Linked DNA regions of Capra hircus: region 1 is linked to region 2. Evidence: chromatin contacts called from public Hi-C data. All regions are on one chromosome and are shown on one strand. The core of a region is the stretch at or near the end of the contact, and the rest is flanking DNA. Distances in the headings are between cores, read along the strand shown. Region 1 overlaps SFI1 (protein SFI1 homolog). Region 2 overlaps YWHAH (14-3-3 protein eta).

Region 1 (4,779 bases), core at 1,511-4,010, 230 kb after region 2:
CTCTCCAGGGGATCTTCCTGACACAGGGTTTGAACCTATATCTCCTGCATTGGCAGGCAGATTCTTTACCACTGGGCTGGGAAGCCAACACTATTACTTACTTATAAATAAGTAATGTAAGGTACATGGAGATTAGATAACTCATTTTAAAAGGGCAGGAAGCTAACAGGTGACGGCAGCAGAATTTCCACCCAGGTATTCTGACGAGAGAACCTTTGTTCTTTCTTACCTGCTTCGTTGGATCATAATTAAAATAGTGTGATACTGGCTTAGAGATAGACAGCTACACCAATGGACCAGAGAGCCCAGAACAGACCCTTGAACAAATGGGACCTTGCCCCAAATGGAAGTGGACTAATGATCAGTATAAAAAAGATAAAAGATGAACTACTCAGTAAAGAGTGTTGCGGAAATTAATTACCCATAAGGAAAATGACAAACTAAGATCCTGTCTCACACAACTTATAAAAATGTAAGTTAGGCTACAGTGAAATTCACAGCACTTGTGCGGGGGTCTTCCCTAGTGGGTCCATGGTAAAGAATCCACCTGTAGGAGACGCAGGTTTGATCCCGGATCCAGGAGGATCCCTGTGCCACGGAGCAACTAAGCCCGTGCACTGTGACTGCCGAGCCTGTGCTCTCGAGCCCGGGGGCCACAACCGCTGAAGGCCATGCTCCCGAGAGCCCATGCTCTGTAACAACAGAAGCCACAATGAGAAGCCCTCGCGCCATAACTGGAGAAGACCCCACTCAGCCACAAACCCGCATCACAGTAAAATACATACATAATTTAAGAAAACACTTGTATGAAAAAAAAGGCACCATAAACAAAGCGAATAAATGAAAAAGTAAACAAGCTATAAAACCTAATAGTTAGTGCACCTAATAGTTCAAAAGATTAGTAAGCCAAATCTATGACCATGTGCACGGAGCAGAAAAAGCTAAATAACCCAACAGAAAAAAGGAGTGAGGGACGGTAACAAGCTCAAAACCAGAAACCCAATGACAATCAGGCATCAGAAAAGATACTGGGGTTCGCTAGGAATCCGTGAAACGTAAACTAAAGCAACAATGAAGAACCACCTCACACATATCACATTGGTGAAAATGACCCAGTCTGGCAATGCAAAGTGCTGATGAGTCCCAAAGAAACCAGAACAACAATTTTAGCATGTAAACTGGCACAGCGGTGGAGAGCAAATGGGTGATGTTGGATAAGGATGACGAGATGATACCCAAAGACCCAACAGCTTCACTTCCAGGAACGAGAAACCCTCAGACTCTCATATAGGGATGTGTGTTTAAGAATGCTCTCCGAGGCGGCTTCCCTGGTGGCTCAATGGTAAAGACTCTGCCTGCTAATGCAGGAGATACAGGTTCGACCCTTGGTCCAGGAAGATCCCACATGCCACGTAGCAACTAAACCCGCAAGCTACAACTACTGAGCCCATACGCTGCGATTACTGAAGCCCACGCACCCTGGAGCCTGTGGTCCGCAGCAAGAGAAACCACCGCAATCAGAAGCACACGCATGGAGACTCTCAGAGAGAGCAGCCCCAGCTCACAGCTAGAGAAGCCTGCGGCAGCAACAAAGACCCAGCTCAACCAAAAGTAAGCTAATTTAAAAAAGAATGCTTTCTGCAACACTTTGTAATCTTTAAAAAAAAAAAAAGGTAATCAGGAAGAAATAACAGTTTAGCAGCAGTGAGCAGATAAACTGAGTCTTACTCAGCAAAATGGCTGAATGTATGCAGTTAACAGATCTCTGTATCAACATGAATAAACCTCAAAAATACACTGCAGCATTAAAAAAAAAAGCAGCAAGCTGCAAAGTAAAGTATGATGCCATTTATAAATTTCCTAACAACACAAAGCCAGAACATTTATTCTCAACGTACATGTATACATACACTTTTACAAGTGCAAAAGAATATAAGAGAATAAGGATTTCAACATCAGGGTGGAGTTATCTCTAAGGAGGAAAGGTGGCAGAAGGAAGGATGGATAGGGCTTGAAATGTGAATTTAACTACATTAAATTACATCAAATTCTGGGGCCAGGATGGAAAAATGCTAACAGCTTTTAATTCTGTATGTTGGAGATGTGGATATCTGTTAAAGTTTTTTTTAATTTTTCTGTTGTGGGCCATTTTTACAGTCTTCTCTGACTTATTATAATATTGCTTTGGTTTTATGTTTTGGATTTTTGACTGTGAGGCCTGAGGGATCTTATCTCCTGGACCAGGGATTGGACCTGCACTGAAAAGTGAAATCTTAACCATGAGACCACCAGGGAAGATTCTTGTTAATATTTTTAACAAGTGTTTCATATTTCATGTTTTTATGTTTAAACTTCATTTTTTATAATTTCATATGTCATGATGTCTGTCCTGACTAGTTCAGAGATGTGAGGATTGAGAGGAATGACTTGAGGTTCCTGGTAAATCATACAGTACTTACCAGACACAAGGATTTTATTTATAATCTGCAGCATAAAATTTGTCTTAAGAGTCTCACAAAGCTTTCGGTCCATATCAGCGCTTTCTTATTGCTCATGTTTTTCATTGGATTTGATTCTGAATGACTTTTGTCTTATAAGTTAAATCCAACCTCAAATCATGAAAACCTATCACTGAAGACAGTCATTCAAAGCCGCTGTTGCAAGCTCTGAGGGCAAAAGCCAAACAGGAATTCTAAGCGCATGCTGAGCAACAATGGCAGCAGCAGGACGAGTCTGCAGGCTCTCAAAGGGCTGGCTGAGAGGGACACGCACCCACACAGCCCGAGCCCCGCAGTGGCGGAAAACCAGCCTCCTTCCGTTCCTGCGCTTCAGCTTTTTCACCTGGATCCCTCTCCCTCCCGAGAGCACCAGTCCACAAGGATAAGGCAGCAGGATGGTCAAGGGACGACTCTGCACTTTTCAGGCTGCTTGGGTTCAAATGCTGCCCCTGACCTTTGCCAGCTGCACGACAAAGGTCAGGGCCAGGTATCGGGGTTATTTAACCTGTAATAATCGGTTCAGTTCAGTCGCTCAGTTGTGTCCGACTCTTTGCGACTCCATGGGCTGCAGCACCCCAGCCTTCCCTGTCCATCACCAACTCAAACCCATGTCCATTGAGTTGGTGATGCCATCCCACCATCTCATCCTCTGTTGTCCCCTTCTCCCCCTGCCCTCAATCTTTTCCAGCATCAAGGTCTTTGCCAAGGAGTCAGTTCTTCATATCAGGTGGCAAAGTATTAGAGCTTCAGCATCAGTTCTTCAATGAATATTCAGGACTGATTTCCTTTAGGACCGGCTTGATCTCCTTGCAGTCCAAGGGACTCTCAAGAGTCTTCTCTAACACCATAGTTCAAAAGCATCAATTCTTTGGCACTCAGCTTTCTTTGTAGTCCAACTCTCACATGCATACATGACCACTGGAAAAACCATAGCTTTGACTAGATGGACCTCTGTTAGCAAAGTAATAATAATATGGGCTTTTAAAAATAATTTTGAAAATTGCGATAACACATGTAAGGGCCTTAGTCCAGCATCTTGGAGAAGGAAATGGCAACCCACTCCAGTGTTCTTGCCTGGAGAATCCCAGGGACGGGGAAGCCTGGGGGGCTGCCGTCTCTGGGGCTGCACAGAGTCGGACATGACTGAAGCGACTTAGCAGCAGCAGCAGGACAGTAAGACCACAAAAACACCATTACTGCTCCTACTGTTCTTGTTACCACATTATCACTGGTAACAACTAAGTCTACTTCCTTCCTATTGCTTCAGAAGTGAAGTGAAGTGAAGTCGCTCAGTCGTGTCCAACTCTTTGTGACCCAATGGACTGTAGCCTGCCAGGCTCCTCTGTCCATTGCTTCAGAAGACCTTGTGAATTCAGAGGCCAACAAATTTTTCTCTTAAAGGGTGAGATAATAACTATTTTAGGCTTTGCAGACCATGTGGTCTCTGTTGCAACTACTCAATTCTGTCGTTGTAGCCTGACAGCAGCTTAGACAATACATAAATGGACAGGTGTAACTGCATCCCAGTTAAAATTTTATAACAGGCAGCTGGCCAAACCTGATCCATGGCCGAGCGGGCTGACCCCCGACCTACACTGTTTGCACACGATCTCCACATATTGCATATACTTGCAGAGATGACGCAAAATGTTGTCTAATAGAAAGTTACTGGGGTGGGGCATGCTTCCCTGGTGGTCCCATGGTAGAGAATCCTGCCAATGCCGGGGACCCAGGTTTGCTCTGTGGTCTGGGAAGATTCCACACGCCGCAGGGAGACTAAGCTTGTGCACCACAAACACTGAAGCCCCCACACTCTAGAGCTGTGCTCTGCAACAACAGAAGCCGCCACACCGAAACTAGAGAGTCGCCCTCGCTCACCACGACTAGAAAAAGCCCGCACAGAGCAACGAAGACCCAGGGCAGCCCAAAACAAATTAACGACAAAAAAATCACATCTAGTGTATTCCTTCCCGCAGCCTCTCCGTTGAAGAGTCCAGCCTTCCACACTGCTTGTGCCTCCCACCCCCTCCTGCCCCTGGAGCTACACAAAGGGCCCAGCAGAGGCAGCAGCCCGACGCCAGAAGTCGGGTGCATTTTCTGTGGGTGGGGGCCTGACGACACGCACAGAGGACCCCAAAGCCTGAGCCTGCGGACTCACCTGCAGCTGGAGGCTCTGGGCCCAGTGCTTCATGGCTGTGGCCTGGAGGGCTCGGCCTAGGCGGACCCGGCCCAGTCGCCGTCTCCACGCACTCCACCACACCCTGCCGGAGAGGAAATCAAA
Region 2 (4,654 bases), core at 2,044-4,543:
GGGGGAGGAGGGGTGCGGGGAGTACACTAGGGACCAGGCCTTTCTTGTTCTTAAAACTCAGAGGGAGTTCTGTTACCCCACTTTAAAGAATACTCAGAGCTTTCTTAGTAATGACTGCTAAAGATTGTATTGGGTATCCAAGCTGTGTCCCTAATTAACATTTTATTCCATGTACTACATAAAAAATATTAAGAAAAATGGTGAACATGTACCTACTTTGTGTGTTAAAAGGCAACCAACATTCTGTGGGGTGGCTGGAGCTACACCCTTGAAGTCAGACACAGAGCCACCTTCCAGAGGGGCTGTGCCTCAGAAGACGCACTAGGGTCTTCCCTTTAAAGGAATCAGCAACAGGAAGAGGGGACCAGAGAGGCCACATTAGCTGGGTTCAGAGAAAACTACTTAAAATTCATGAGTCTTATGTGTATGCTGCAAAACCTGTGATGGAATCAGAGGGCACAGACTCCCTATTCCAGAAATGCTTTGGAGTTTGGAGAGATCAACTCAGGATTCAGAGCTGGGAGCTCTGACAGCCGACAGCTCTTCAAGAGTGAGAGAAATGAAGACCATACGCGTAGAGGTAATATTCCCCAAAGCAGCATTTTTATTTACCCACTGAATTCCAAAACATTTAATTTAGGAGTCTGGCATTTCATAATCACCCATCTTGATTGACATGGGCTGACACACGTGGTGCTGTCAGGATACACAAGGACGATAGCCAAAGAGTTACAAAAAATAAATCCATGATTCTTAAACAATTGCAACCAAAAAAAAAAAAGTTACAGGTATCAAAACTTTAGATGCATTGCATTGAAAAGAAGGTTTGTGCACGTCATAATTTAAAGAGGCGAACAAGGTGCTACTGAAACCTCACGTTAAAGTTTATTATTAAGCTGATGGAAAGGAGCAAGTGGTCTCTCGTCCAGGCTTCCCTTAATGGTTTTCCATTAGCTAAGAAAGAAGAGGGAGGGGTGAATTCACTTTCGCATGCACAGATGTACTGCTTTAACAAAACACTAGCAGCTGGTTTGAAGTGGACCATTTAAATACCAACTGTAGCCTGTGTGGCTAATTCTCCTCTCTAACTTTCTGAGGCTTTCGCCTGCAATTCACCTAGACAGGCAAGCAAACGAAAATGCCTCCTTCAGAACGCACCTGTCTGCACAATCCAAAAAGGGAGCTCCTGTGGGCTCAAAGCAACCGTCCGTCCAGCAATGCCCATGAATTAATTTATCTGGAACTGCTTCCCGGGGGGCGGAGAGCAGGTCTGAGTAGCTGTGCTGCCGTACAGATAGGTTGAGCACTGGATACTTAGTGAGTGTGGCGAGAGGGGACTGGTGGTGACGGGGCGGGGGCGGGGCGGGCCAAGGCGCTCAGTTGCCTTCTCCAGCTTCCTCGTCCTGCTGGTCGCTCGTCCAGAGGGTGAGGTTGTCTCGCAGCAGCTGCATGATGAGCGTGGAGTCCTTATAGGAATCCTCGTTTAGTGTGTCCAGCTCGGCTATGGCGTCGTCGAAGGCTTGTTTGGCGAGGAGGCAGGCCTGCTCGGGCGCATTCTGGATCTCGTAGTAGAACACGGAGAAGTTGAGGGCCAGGCCCAGCCGGATGGGGTGTGTGGGCTGCATGTGCTCCTTGCTAATCTCGAAGGCTTCCTTGTAGGCCGCCTCCGAGGCCTCCACCACGCTGCTCTTCTTCTCGCCAGCAGCCACCTCGGCCAGGTAGCGGTAGTAGTCGCCCTTCATCTTCAGGTAGAAGACCTTGCTCTCGTACTGGAAGTCATTGCAGTTCTTGATGAGGAACCTGTCCAGCAGCGCCAGCACGTCGTTGCACACCGTCTCCAGCTCCTTCTCAATCTTCTCCCGGTAGGCCTTCACCTTCTCCAGCTTCTTCTCATTCCCGTCGGCCATGGTCTTCTGCTCGATGCTGCTGATGACTCTCCAGGAAGACCGCCGGGCACCAACCACGTTCTTGTAGGCCACGGAGAGGAGGTTTCGGTCTTCGTTGGAGAGAGGTTCATTGAGCTCAGTCACCTGCAACATCCCCAAAAGATAAACACTGAGACCCAAGTTCAAAACCCTGGGAGAGAGATCTTCCCTTCAACCCCGTCAACAAGCCTCCTGAAAAACAGGATTATGTGGTACTTCCCTGGTGATCCCATTGTTAAGATTCCATGCTCCCAATGCAGGGGGCACGGGTTCAATCCCTTGGTCAGGGAACTAAGATGCCACATGCCGCACAGTATGGACAAAAAATGTCCAAAATGAAACAGGATTACAGAGAAGCCACTCAAGAAAAACCAATTGGACAAGGACCCTATCTCAACGGAGACTACAGTCTAACAGAAGAAGCAGATACCAACTCAAAGATATTAGCATTAAGAACTTTGAGAGATTCACAATTCAGGCCTTGTGCCAAGTTCTTAAAAAGTGAAACAAGCAATTGTCTATCACCACTTCCCTCCTCAATAAATCCCAGACAGAATATAAACACCCTCCCTCTTCTAATTTCCCCCATGTCCCCATCCCCAGGACTCTTCCTCTTCTGCTACAAGCCCTTGGCCGGGGATGGTCTCCCCCTCTGCCCAGTCCATCAACCCAACCACATGTCATGCTCCACAGCTGCAAGACTCCCCGACATTCCCCAGGAGGGCTGCCCACAAGCTGGGCTCCTCGGTACCACCACACAGATAGGAGTGGTGTCCACACAGGTCTGAAGTAATCCCCTATTCTCTACTCATCCACATTCCTGGGTCCTTCAAGACCTGGAACCCAATGGTGTTCTCCAAGGACTGCCTTTAAACACTCGCATACTCATGTCGCTTTACCACAAGTGTAAAGTATGGAAGCAACCCATATAAATCAGAATCCTATCTCAAATACTATCACAAATCTCAAAATGCCTGAATCCTTTAGAATGACACTTTTCTAGGACAATACTGCATAAAACAAAATGTGAGGCAAGAACAGAATTTGGAAAGCTCCTCAGATCTTCCAGTAAGCAAATCCCAACTAAGGCCACTTGATACCGAAGTGCAAGTGACATCCATAAGGAGTCACTAATATACTTCATCCTGCGACCAATAAAACTGCTTTTGTTGGACTATTGCAAAGAAACCTCAAGATACATCCCCAGAGTGTATCACTAAAATTGAGTGCATACCTGAAATATTTATATATCACACAGTGTTTGTACAAGAGGCAGTATCATTATTCAGAAAAGTCCTAAGACATGTGGAGCACAGCCTGAGCTAGTTGTGTGACCTTCAACAGAACACAACTTTTCTGGGCATCAAAAGTCAAATTAGTGAAGCCAGCCCAAACCACCTCCAAGGATTTCTTCAGCTCTAAAATCCTAGGATTGTTTTTCCTGAGCAACAATAACAGGTGTGGTTAAGGCCTGAGGTCGGTACTATAACGTGGGTGTATCTGTGGAATCCACAGGCCTGATCCTTTCTCCATCCAGAATAAACCGCCAAAAAAGGCTACTGGGCAATATTTGTAATGACGCCTTCACAAGAAACACTAGTGCCTAGGAGTGTCAGTGTTTATGTAACGATCACCTGGTCGCCTGCCAGTCTGAATGAATCACTATCGGCATCAGCTGAGTGTGACTAACAGCTAAACAAGCATTGTTCTCAGAACCCCAGCCAAAGCCTAACTAGGAAACAACTGCATATGTTTAAATATAGTGTTTTTTAATACTCCTGGATTACAACTTGGCTAACAAAAGGAAACTTATGGGAGGAAGATAGTTTTATTACTTGATCAGATGACTACAGAAAATTGGGAGTTTTCCCCAGATTGGAAAATTATAGGCTGAAGTGAAATCCGATGGCCTGTTGTAAAACAAGATTTACAGCCAGTCTTGGCTATTGATACTTAGTGCAAATAACCTTCGCTAATGTCTGCTAGTGTGAATTCTCAACACTTCAACTTCCAAAATACAGGAGCCAGGATACTTAAAGACAAGTCTGGTCACCCACTAAGAGGGGCAGATCCTGAGGGCAACGTGATGCAGGGCAGAGAAGTAGGAACTGGTCCCAACCAACCATCACACGAGCCCAGCGGGACAGCCACCTGTGGATTCGGCAGAGATGACTTCCTGCGTCTCTAGGGTCACAAGTTTCCAAACAGCTCATCAGGAACAGAAAGAGCAGACACGGAATTCCCAAGATAGGAGAGACCTAGACAAGGGTTCTCAGCCTTCTTTCTCCTCTGATGCTGGTCCCAACACTCTCATGTCCATCACATGCCAGCTGTGCCCAATGCAGCGCCTCCCCCAACACTAGGTCCTCACATGGCCATGCCAGCTTTGAGGGACTCCCCGACCTCTGCTCACTGCCCCTCTGCCGTCTGGTTCTCCTGCCCGACTCCCCACCCCAGGTAATCCTACTTAGATGCTTCCTGAAAACCTTAAGACTGCTGAACCTTTCCCATTTGGGAAGGCTCTGCCCCCACCTCCTTTGAGGACCGGCCTCCCTGCCAGTCATTCTGCTCCTGTGTGTCCTCACCCTGGAGCCTCTGGCTGCACCAGCTCCCTTCACCCCTTTCTGCTCCAGACCACATGGCATTTCTGAAAGCATCCAATGACCTGGCCAGTTACGAATTCATTTATCTTCTTGTGACACCATTGGCTTATTCAACAATCCCCAAGG

What was found. Hi-C and Micro-C count contacts between places; a contact is called where the count stands out from the background.
Region 1: a contact with region 2 is called in a Hi-C map of blood, with 4 times the contacts expected there. The contact joins two enhancer-like sites. A contact is called at or near these places in 2 of 5 Hi-C or Micro-C datasets (blood and liver).

What each region holds. Positions count from the first base shown.
Region 1 is chr17:1,054,066-1,058,844 of ARS1.2, forward strand. SFI1 (protein SFI1 homolog) reads right to left here. Exons shown (of 32, transcript XM_018060927.1): 8 at 4,657-4,759. Among named protein-coding and RNA genes, the nearest start is that of SFI1, 35 kb to the right of the region's middle. Within about 2 kb of position 2,761, at least 1 of the 5 cell types and tissues checked has an H3K27ac peak or open chromatin away from gene starts, as enhancers often do.
Region 2 is chr17:822,893-827,546 of ARS1.2, forward strand. It overlaps YWHAH (14-3-3 protein eta), which reads right to left. Exons shown (of 2, transcript XM_018060921.1): 2 at 582-2,030. The coding sequence ends at 1,377. Among named protein-coding and RNA genes, the nearest start is that of YWHAH, 8.0 kb to the right of the region's middle. Within about 2 kb of position 3,294, at least 3 of the 5 cell types and tissues checked have an H3K27ac peak or open chromatin away from gene starts, as enhancers often do.